Linked DNA regions of Hordeum vulgare: region 1 is linked to region 2. The links are chromatin contacts, called in public Hi-C maps. All regions are on one chromosome and are shown on one strand. Each heading gives the region's core, a stretch centred on a gene start, on an enhancer-like site or on the middle of the called end of the contact. The rest is flanking DNA. Distances are from core to core; before and after follow the strand shown.

Region 1 (2,779 bases), core at 82-2,581, 230 kb before region 2:
AAGCTTTTCGGCATCAATTCTCTCCGCCTCCGCTCCGCTCCGCCGTGGCGTAGGCTGTACTGCTGGTCTCGGTCTGGCCCCCCTACGACGACCTTGGGCGCGGGTTGATTTACGCAAGGAATGATCAATGATGGATGGCAATGGCATGGTGACGGTGGCGCGGCGCACGTCCTCGCCGCCGTGCTGCACTCAACTGTGTCCCCGCTCCTGCGGTGCCCGCAGGAGTTCTGATCCAAGACTCCATTGGTGTATGCATATCAGCATTTGGAGCAGCGGGATTGGCTAACCTAGCAGTTCTTGTCAGCTTGCGCGGTTAAGCTGTCTGGACTCTGGACTGGTTGCGTCCTCACTCTCTTTTCCAGGAGCTGATGGTTAACTGTAATTGGTCATTGGTCTGCAATTGAGGTGAATGTGCTACTCTAGCTAGCATCTCACTGACCAACAGAGTCTCTTCTCCGAAAGAAAGAAGAAAGAACCACCCCTTCAGTTCAGTTCAGGCTTGACCTAGGGAGGGAGGTAGGGGAGCTGAATGCCGCTCTGCTTCCACTGAGGCAGCAGCATATACATCTACCTGCCTGAAAACCTGGTACGGGCTCAATATTTTTATGTGATCCTGAGAGAAACCAAGGCCAGGCAGGATCCAACCAATCCGAGATTCCGTTCCTCCCGATCACGACTCATGAGTTGAATAATATGCATACGATTATGATTATGACCGTGTATGTACGCATCTATCTGTCTGCCCATCCATCCATCAATCCCCCAGCACCAATCCCAACTCAAAGTGCTCCGTCCAATTGTCCGAACCGTCCGTCCAGCGGTCAATCGCTCGCCAAACAATCTCCGACGGGTGAAAACGATCTTTCCACGGCGGTCAAAAACTCCCCCCCCCCCCCCCCCCCCGCGAGACGAGAATTACGTGCGCGTTCCAATCACCGGCAGCCGTCGTCGTCGTCGTCGTCGTCGCAGTACTTCTCGATTTCTCTTTCGGGTTTCTGCCGGTCGATCGAGGTGCGGTGTGGTTGCGCGGCTGTCATGGCCAAGTTGGTTATTATTCCGAAAAGGGGCGCGGCGGCAGCGGCTGTGGCAGCTTCCCCCGTTCCTGAGTGACTGGCTTGGAGACTCAGCACTGTACCGACGCACAGCGCGGATTGGGACATGCGTGCAAGCCACCGCAAGCCGAGGTGTCCCGCGGACCCTTTATATGCCCTCCCGCGCGCGCGCCCCATGCACCATCATCCTCGTCGCTGCCATTCTCCTCCCCCCCTCTCCCTCGCTCTCTATGGTCTTCGCGTTCCCACCGCCTCGATCGCAGCGCACCTGCTAGCTCATGGCCTTCGCGCCCGCCACCGCAAACGCCACCTCCTCGATTGCAGCAATGGCGCTCAAGCCGCAATGCGCCACGCTCTACGGCGCCGGGAGCCAGCCGATGAGCCGGGCCGCGCGGTGCAGAGCGGCCGCGGCCTTGACGGCGGAGGGCTGCGCATCCACGTCGGCGATCGCGGCCGTGCCGGTGGCGGCGGCGAGACGCGGCCCGCGGAGGACGGCGTCCGTCGCGGGCATGTGGCGGCAGCTTCAGGGGTGCGACGACTGGGAGGAGCTGCTCGGGATCGATGGACCGGCGCCCGCTCTGCGGAGCGAGGTGGCGCGGTACGGCGAGCTGGTGGACGCCTGCTACAAGGCATTCGACCTCGACCGGGCCTCGCGCCGGTACCTCAACTGCAAGTACGGCAAGGAGCGGATGCTGGAGGAGGTGGGCATGGCCGGCGCCGGGTACGAGGTGACCAAGTACATCTACGCGGCGCCGGACGTGATGACCGTGCCCACCATGGAGGCCTCCACCAGCGGGCGCGGGAGGTGGATCGGCTACGTGGCGGTGTCCACGGACGAGATGACCCGGCGGCTCGGGCGGCGGGACGTGCTCGTGTCGTTCCGCGGCACCGTCACCCCCGCCGAGTGGATGGCCAACTTCATGAGCTCCCTCGAGCCGGCGCGGCTCGACCCCTGCGACCCGCGCCCGGACGTCATGGTCGAGTCCGGCTTCCTCAGCCTCTACACCTCCGCCGATAAGACGTGCCGATTCGGCGGCGCCGGCAGCTGCCGGGAGCAGCTCCTCCGCGAGGTCTCCCGCCTCGTCGACGCGCACTCGGGCAAGAAGGGCGAGGACGTGAGCGTGACCCTCGCCGGGCACAGCATGGGCAGCGCCCTCGCGCTGCTCCTGGCCTACGACCTCGCGGAGCTGGGCCTGAACCGCGCCGCGCCGGTGACCGTCTTCTCCTTCGGCGGGCCGAGGGTGGGCAACGCGGCGTTCAAGGCGCGGTGCGACGAGCTGGGCGTGAAGGCGCTCCGCGTGGCCAACGTCCACGACCCGATCACCAAGCTCCCCGGCATCCTCCTGAACGAGGCCACGACGGGGGTGCTCCGCCCGTGGCGCGCGTCCTGCTACACCCACGTCGGCGTGGAGCTGCCGCTCGACTACTTCAGCGCCCGCGACCCAGCCGCCGTGCACGACCTCGGCACCTACATCGCATTGCTGAAGAAGCCTCCGGCGGCGGCCGCCGAGGCAGCGGGCGAGGGCGGCGGCGGCGTGGTCGGCAAGGTGATGGAGTTCGTGGGGCGGCAGCGCGCCGGCGCATTGCAGTGGCAGTACGCGGCCCTGCAGATGGGCGGGCTCGTCCAGACCCTGGGGCTGATCTGAGCCAGACGGCCTGGCCCCTCAACTGTGATTATTATACCACTACTAGGAATTAACCCCTGATTTAACTGGCCGGCTTACTGA
Region 2 (2,883 bases), core at 182-2,681:
TTATAAAAGAGCACCAGAAAAGTGAAATCATTAAAAACATGCATAATTATGTTATGCAGTATCTAACATGGCATCCTTGCTCCTCACACAAATTGAAGAATTTTAATATTTAACTGTAAAGTGATGCTGTTATGATCTTTAGGGATATCGTAAATGTATAACTTGCTGGAATACCGTTTGCTAAGGTAATGCATGTTGGGCGTTTGCACTTGGGAGGACTTGAGACGCAACTGCCAAGGGATATATCATGTTTCATATCACAAGAAACATGAGCTCAAATAATAACATCGTCTAGCCTAGCAGCATTGGTGAACTACAACACTGGATCAGTGAACAAGTCATTAGGTACAAGTAGATAAGTTCTCCACAGAGAATGTAACTTATTAAAAGGTGGATGCTTGCTTTCAGCCTCACAAAAGCCCACTACTGTTTGACAAACTACCAAAAATGAGATGCCTGTCAGAATTTAGAATGCTGCCATATTTTGAGTCATTGATAAAACACATGCTATTTTACATACTGCAAACAATATGCAACGTGTTCACTTGTTATGTTCACGGCTATTGTCACTAAACACGATCAGTTTATGAATCAGCGAAAACATCACTCTACCACCATCGGAAGAAATGCAAAATTAAATAACAAGCATCATCGATGGAATCAATTGATGTATTGTCTACAACTTTTAACTGCAAGGACTACACTTTGCCCATCGGATGGGTCAAGCTTGAACGAGTATGCTTTGCATTATTTAAGGAAGGAATTAAGATTATGAGTTCTGGTCTGACTTTGCATCATGGTCTGGACAAGATTTAATCTAACTAGCACATTACTCAGGAGCAAATGCAGAGACGGTATGTTCCATCTTGCTATACTTTTCTGCCTGAACGAATCTTCAATCGCCCCATTGCACAAATATTGTTTCAGTGACAAAAGGATAAATCAGGGATCCGAAGTTCTGAACAACCAGAATGCACTTAGTAAAACAAAGCACAGCATACCTGTCCAAGCAACTCAATCAGCAATTCCTCACAGGAGCGGGAGGCATCAACCCTAAGCGTCCCGGACTCGACCTCCGCCACCGCCGGCGTCGCGGCGACCTCGCCCTCGCCCGGGGCGGCGAGGGAGACGACCTCCCGCAGGCATCGAAGCGCAACCCTATCCCGCGTAGCCTCCGGCGCGCCCGCGAGGGACTCCGGCAAGACGCCCACCAGCGCTGCGGAGCACCGATAACCCTAGGTGAGATCAACGAAAGGGCCGACGCGAACGGCATACGCAGAGGGCCCTCTCACGGTACTGACACTACCTTTGACGAAGGAGAAGTCGAGGGCCTCGTCGCCGGCGAGGGCGTCGGCCGCCCAGCGGGCGGCGAAGCGGCAGGGGGGGGCGGAGGCGGAGGGGCCCGGCATTGACAGACCCGGAGGAGTTTGAGCCTTTGAGGAGCGAAACTGGAAAAACAGAAAACTAAAATGCGCCACTTCCGGATCAGAAGCAGCGCGGCGTCGCACTCGCACCCGGCCGCGGCATGGATTGGGCTGTCATTTCGTTACCTCTCGGACTAGCAGCGTGAGATTTCCCCAGGCCCGGCCTACAGCCTTTTAGGCTGGGCCCAAACAATTCCGCACAGCGCAGGCAGACACTTTTGATTTGTTTATTAATATTTCTATAAAAAAGTTAACTATTTTTTTTCAAGAATACGCCAATGCTTATCATATTTTATCGAAGCCAGAAAAAGCATTTACAAGACCGGAACATGGATGCGAACGTCCTGTTTGGTTTACTCCACACTACACCTAACAAATAAACGAAAGCTACTATCTCACAAATGGGTATAAGGCTCCGATACCCAATCCCGCCATCCGTCATTCTTTGCTTCCCGCGAGCACCTGCAAAGTGAGTTGATGAGGGGTCCTATGTTCTTGCGTTCTGTTAAATACTCTCGCGTTTCTTTGCTTCCAAATTGCCCACGCCGTCCCAATGACAAAGGAGTCAAAGCCTGAGGGCACTCTGCGTGAGAAACCATTCCTCTTGTCGAGCCACGAGTCAATGAACTTGTTGCTCGAGGTGATTGAACAAGAGGTGCAGAAATTAAGGCTTTCTTAAGTATTTCAAAGGCTTCTACACAACCATCATAAAAAACAAATGAAATATCTTTTTGAAGAAGATTATTTAATGGTCAAGAAATCTTTAATGAAACGCCTATAGAAACGAGCATGACCAATAAAACTCCTTATACCTTTAGCGTCTTGGGGACATGCATTTTCTCGATTGCATCAACCTTAGATTTGCCAACCTCAATACCTCGTTCAGAAATCTTATGCCCAAGTATTATACCTTCATTCATCATAAAGTGACGCTTCTCCCAATTCAAGACAACATTAGTTTCTTCACATTTCTGCAAAAATCGATCAAGGTTACTCAAGCAATCATAAAAAAAGTCTCGTAAACAGAAAAATCTTCCATGAACACCTCAACAATCTTTTCACAAAAGTCAAAGAATATAACAGTCATACATCTTTGAAAGATGGCACGTGCATTGCATAAACCAAAAGCCATACGTCTATAAGCATAAGTTTCAAAAGGGCATGTGAAAGTAGTTTTCTCTCGGTCTTCTTTTGACACGGGTATTTGAAAGAAACGAGAATATCCATTAAGAAAAAATTTGTAGGCTTAGATAATATTTCTAACATTTGATCAACAAAAAGCAAGGGGTAATGATCTTTTCTAGTAGCTTTGTTTAATTTCTAGAAATTAATGACCATCCTATAACCAGTTACAATTCTTCGAGGAATAAGATCATTTTTATCATTAGGAACAACAGTTATACCTTCTTTCTAACGAAAACAATGAACATGATTTACACATCTACTATTAGCAACAGGA

What was found. A called contact is a pair of places that touch in the nucleus more often than the background predicts.
Region 1: a contact with region 2 is called in a Hi-C map of leaf, with 4 times the contacts expected there. The contact joins the promoter of LOC123442023 here to the promoter of LOC123445039 in region 2. A contact is called at or near these places in 5 of 6 Hi-C or Micro-C datasets (leaf and seedling) and 1 of 1 datasets of contacts at active chromatin or transcription factors (embryo).

Annotation. Positions count from the first base shown.
Region 1 is chr3H:558,691,026-558,693,804 of MorexV3_pseudomolecules_assembly, reverse strand. LOC123442023 (phospholipase A1 EG1, chloroplastic/mitochondrial-like) reads left to right here and starts at 1,331. Exons shown (of 1, transcript XM_045118151.1): 1 at 1,331-2,698. The coding sequence starts at 1,331. The coding sequence ends at 2,698.
Region 2 is chr3H:558,458,499-558,461,381 of MorexV3_pseudomolecules_assembly, reverse strand. It overlaps LOC123445039, which reads right to left and starts at 1,431. Exons shown (of 6, transcript XM_045121955.1): 1 at 1,307-1,431; 2 at 1,002-1,216. The coding sequence starts at 1,409.